Linked DNA regions of Gossypium hirsutum: region 2 is linked to region 1. The links are chromatin contacts, called in public Hi-C maps. All regions are on one chromosome and are shown on one strand. Each heading gives the region's core, a stretch centred on a gene start, on an enhancer-like site or on the middle of the called end of the contact. The rest is flanking DNA. Distances are from core to core; before and after follow the strand shown. Region 1 has its middle 31 kb from the start of LOC121214181. Region 2 holds the start of LOC107922128 (auxin efflux carrier component 4-like).

Region 1 (2,700 bases), core at 111-2,610:
GGAACCAGTGAGGATTCTTGAAAGGAGAATGATAAAGAAAGAGAACCATGCCATCACTAAGGTGTTAGTAGAATGAGCAGACACTTTTCTAGAAGATTCAACTGGGAAACTTGGATAAACTTCTAGCAGCAATATCCTACTTTTGATCCTTGAGGACAAGGACCTGCTTGAGGATAGGGGTATTTGTTATGGTATAAAAAGGTAGCAGGGATTCAATATACAATTATGGGATGGGCGTGGGGATAATTACCTTTTAATTTTTAATTATGTAGCTTAAATTTCTTGTAACAACAATGCTTTTTGTGGTTGTTATAGTTAATGAATACGTTACATTTTGGGGAGGAGGATTCAGTTTAGTGAAATGAGGCGTTTTGCCTCAATGATAATAGGTGCTAGTTGTCATAGCCGTTATTTCTCCTTTTTAGCACCAACTAGTGTTGATGGTTGGTTAAGAAAATTCAGTACCATTTCCTCAATCTATTTTCTTTTCCCTCAACCTCTATTCTCTTTTCTCTACCCTATTTTGTGAATATTCTTCTTCTCTTCTGCATCACTCTCATAGTGGCCGGTATACACAACCACCCTTGATCCTTTTAAAAAATATTTTATTATTCCAAATAAAACAAAAACTTTTTCAATTTTTTTTTCATATTCGAATTTCTCTATATCCTTTAAAAAATTTGAAAATCCTTTTCGATTTTTAGGTTAAGGCATTCTCCATCTTATTTCTTTTCTAAACATATTTTCTTTCAAATAAAAAAAATAAAGAAATGGAGAAAGGAAAAACAAAAAGGAACAAAACAAAATAGAACCAAAGAGATCCAGATTTCCTCCTTCAACATGCATGCAACGATCTAAATAAGTTGGAGAAGAAAATGGAAAGAATGGGAAAAAGAGAGAGAGGAAACGACAGTCGCCTTCAAAAATCTCTCTTTTTTTTTTGTTGTTCTCTCTGGTGTTCTTTATTATTTTTTTTATAACTTTTGTCTATTATCGACTCGCTCTACGATTATCCTCCTTTTCATTCTTTTTCATTATGGTCTACTAATACCAATTGACCCCATCCATTTCTCTTGTTTTTACAGGATTCTTATACTAATTCATAATCTCCTTTGGTCTCTTAATGATGCATGATTGTTCAAATTAATCTCATTTTTTATTTGCGGTTCTGTTATTGTGTTGTTGTAACTGCTTTGGTTGATAATAGTTTGCTGATTCGTGAATGTGAATGGGAATGGTTGAAAAGAAAATTATACTCGTGTGCGTGTGTTCACACCGATGTTCGTTGGTGTTCACACTGGTGGCTCCTGTGGTGGTGGCGCGGTGGCTAGGGGTCAGAAACCTTAGCTACCAATTGAAAGATGAATATGCAATGGGCTTGGGCTTAAAAACAATTGGACTGGCAAATATAACTTCGACTCATTTTTTGTAAAATAGAAATAGGCTGCAAATTAAAACGGGCTCAAAATTAAAACAAAGATAAATTGGGCGGCAAGCTTAATTAGGCTCTAAATTAAAAAGTATATATATATATATATTAAAGCACTAAATATTACTTTCCACACTCGACCGGATCCTGAATCAATTTCAAGTATGCATTCAAGTAATTAAATTTCCATACAACCTCAACCAATCACATAAATAAGCTAAATGCATGCACTTTAAACATACTATATACATTTAGAAATTGCACAACATAATTAAAATTTGAATCTAAACTATTATTATCAAAATTCAACATTGTCTTGAAACAAACAGTTCCATGTCTTGAGACGAGTCTTCTTTTGATTTTAGCATTTAGTATTTTTATCTTGATGTGGTTATATATTGAGACTTTAGAATTTATGTTCGGAGATTATATCTTTTATGTCTCAAGATAAGTTTCGAGATGAGAGGTCTTTTTAGTTTAGCTTCTATATTTAACTGTCTCAACAAATTAAAAAAAAAGGCATTATTAAAAAGCTTATTTGGTTTCTTTTCAAAAAAGCATTTAGTTTTTAACATTTAATTTTAGCTTTTGAAATAGAAAAGGAGAACTCCATGAAAAAAAAGAGTTGATTTGAGCTTTAAGAAGGTAATTTTATTTAAAAACTATATATTTTAATTTTTAAATAAATTTTATTTTATTTTAAATAAATTTCAATTTATTATTTTATTTAAGAAAACAACCATAAGTGATATTAACGTCACTCCATACTAAAATTTCAAAGAACTAAAATAAATGAAATTAGAAATAAAAATATAATTTCATTATAATTGAAGCCAAATTTAAATAAATCTAACTTATTTCAATTACAAATCTTTAAAATTTTAAGGGAGAATGGTAAGAAAGAGCCTTGTACTTTAGAGTTTGTTATAACGTGTCCCTTTAAACTTTCAAAAAGCCTAAGCCGATGTACTTTATTTAGGTTTAGTAAAATAGTTCTAAACCCTTCTCTTTTTTTTAAAAAAAAAACAGTTCCAAACCCTAATTGCCTAAGAATTTATGTTGACATCGCATGCGGTCCAATCAGGACACCTTAGACCAGGTAAGTGAAGCTATAGTTAGGAGTGTTTAAATTTTAGTTAAAAGCGAATTAATCAACTGGACGGATCTCATTCGGTTAATCAGTTTATAAGTTGATCTAAATTGGTCGGAGGTCAGTTAATGATTTTTTTGAAGTTCAATTATCGGTTAATTCAGTTCAAAATCAAGTAATT
Region 2 (2,700 bases), core at 50-2,549, 120 kb before region 1:
ACCGAGCAGAATAATCTAGTTTACTAATAAATTTATTGTACCTTTGTTTTCCCCGTTTTGAGGGTGATCTGCGACCAACATCCTTATCTCTTTAGCACCCTGCTCAGACCGTCCAGATTGCTCGGACGCTCCGAAATCTGTACCACCAAAGACATGGAGACCTCCGCCTTCTGAAACCGGCGAGGCACTTGAACTCCACACAAACATGTGCAATTCCTTGGCATCATGATTCTCTTTATTATTCTCCTTCTCCTTAGGCTGCTGCTGTGGTTGAACTGGCTGCTGCTGTTGTTGTTGGGTAGCTTTAGCGTTCTTCGTGACGGATGAGAATTCAGGGTTTGGAGCAGGGTAGGATGAAGGAACAGTCTGTGCTGGATAAAATCCAAATCGTGGAGACATTACTGTATTGTTTTCTTCAAAATTGGATGGCCTTGGAGTAGGTCCTCTAGAGGATTGAACAGAGTATAAATCAGCTGGACCGAAATTGGAGTGTCTTGCAGGAAATCCTTGAACACCCATCATGGAGTAAAAGTCGGAGTTGTTGAAATTGGAACCTCTTGGCGTGGGGTTCCTTGAAGAGCTCAAACTGTAGATTTCAGCTCCGGTGAGGTTGGAAGGCCTGGGAGTCAATGCAGGAAGGGAACAAGGCCCCAAAGACCTCCTGGAAGCATTAGATTTCCTGACCTTAACGTGTAGCTTGCCGTCTTCCCCGATTTCAGCGTCGGTTTCGAGGAAGTCGCGGCCGTCAAGTGAAACCACATCGGAATCAACTTTGAAAGAAACAATGGAAGCTGCAGTTTCGGGAAACTGCTCCATGATGAGGATTTTGGCACCGCGGTACTCAAAAAGGAAAAGAAGAAGGGTGTACCAAATGATACACTGGAGAACCACGACTTGGACCATGAGCATCCCGGAGTAGGGACCGTACATAGCGATTAAAAGAGGAATGCCCATGACTAGAGTGTTGGGGAGAGTAGATAAAGAGAAAATGGTGATCATCCATTCTAGGCTTCCGTTCCTTGTTAAATTAGTCCACAATCCAAGAACGAAGAGCATGATGAGCTTTTGAAGGGTGTCGGCTGCTACGAACCTGAAGTTCATGGCATAAGGGTCATTGGTGGAAATGAAGTGGAAAGACAAGAGAGGAACGGCAAATATGGCGACAAAGCGGTTGATACCCGAGCACTGGTCGGGGGTGAATATTTTCCACCAACGGACGGAGCCGTAAGCCAAGATCATAGCAACGTACAGTGGGATCACCGCCGTTAAAACGGTGTAAAGATCGTTCCAACTAATCATCTTCCGATGAAGGAGAAGAAGAAGAATGAAAGGGCAAAATGGGGATAGCAAAAACCGTTATTTAACTAACTTGAGAAGATCTCTGTTTCTAGGACAGGTGCCTGCTGCTTGCGTCTGAAAGAAAGACTGCAAAATTTTTGTGATATATAAAAAGGGTAATCAAAGTAAGGAAGTGAGGAAAGAGAGAAAATGAGAAGCCAGCGTATAATTTAAAAGATATGCAACTTTTAATTTAGAGAGAGGGAATTATATAAGGGAAGGGAAGAAGGTAAAGAGTGAAAATAATACAGGAGTAGGGAGATAAGCAGAGGATGATAGGACACTCAACTATGAAACTTGGGTTAACAATTCACCGCCTCTTCTGGTTAACTTAACTACAGAATTTGGTTAATAATAATAATAATAATAATAATAATAGTAATAATAATAATGTACAGGTGGCTCTTCTAATGTGCCATTGGCTTTTTCCATGACGTGGACGGCCCTCATTTTCTTTTTAATCTAAAACTGCACTAATTAATCAATATAATTTATTTTTATTAACATTCCACCATTTTATTACTTTTTTAATTTAATATATAAATCATTAATTAAAATATTTTTATATATGATTTTTTTATCCATCATATATTAAAAATGTATAATCAACCTTTGAAATATATTTTAAATTTAGTATTCTTCCTTACTTAAATCCCACTAATTTAACATATTATATTCTTTAAAAACAGAAAAAAAATTAAAATACCATAAATATCTTAAATTATTGTTGACAAGGAATCGATCCTTTTAGGAGAAGTTTCATCTTCTGGGAAGTCGACTTCGACCTCAACAATTGAAAGTATTGTCCTTATATCGAGATTTTATCTCTAGCCTCTACAGAAAGCCATGTACAGTTGACGGAGAAATACTTCGATCAATAAAGATAAGTGACTGCAAAACTCGAAATAAATGTTAATACGAGACTTGTGAATAATAATAGAGGTACGTAGAGACATCATAGCTCGAACCATCAATATTGATATTATAATATTAAATTTTCAAAATATAAAACAATTCCCCTGGACATTAAAGCCTAATAAATTTAATAATCTAAAGTTTTTTACTAGGAAAATTATCTCTAATATTCTTTCACAATCTATGAGGAATTGGTAAAAATAAATAAAATAAAATTCTTGTTAGATGGAATCTTTGAAAAAACCCTAGAATAAATTGCTGAAAAGCAAGCCCTCCTAAGTTAACTGTATTACCAAAAAATCAATATTAAATTATATATCTCACTTTAGATAGTAAAATCTTTTAATTTAAAAATAAAAAATTCAAATATATTTTTAAATTCATTTGTTTATACAATATAAGTTTAAACTTACCTACTAACACACATTATAATACCATGAACAAACC

Evidence for each region. Hi-C and Micro-C count contacts between places; a contact is called where the count stands out from the background.
Region 2: a contact with region 1 is called in a Hi-C map of leaf, with 2.3 times the contacts expected there. The contact joins the promoter of LOC107922128 here to the enhancer-like site in region 1. A contact is called at or near these places in 8 of 34 Hi-C or Micro-C datasets (anther, hypocotyl, leaf and 1 more).

The regions. Positions count from the first base shown.
Region 1 is chrD01:47,802,656-47,805,355 of Gossypium_hirsutum_v2.1, reverse strand. No RefSeq gene overlaps it. Among protein-coding and RNA genes, the nearest start is that of LOC121214181, 31 kb to the left of the region's middle. Within about 2 kb of position 1,360, at least 2 of the 9 cell types and tissues checked have an H3K27ac peak or open chromatin away from gene starts, as enhancers often do. A contact at or near this core is called in leaf, where this site is marked.
Region 2 is chrD01:47,923,350-47,926,049 of Gossypium_hirsutum_v2.1, reverse strand. It overlaps LOC107922128 (auxin efflux carrier component 4-like), which reads right to left and starts at 1,299. Exons shown (of 6, transcript NM_001327195.1): 1 at 42-1,299. The coding sequence starts at 1,299.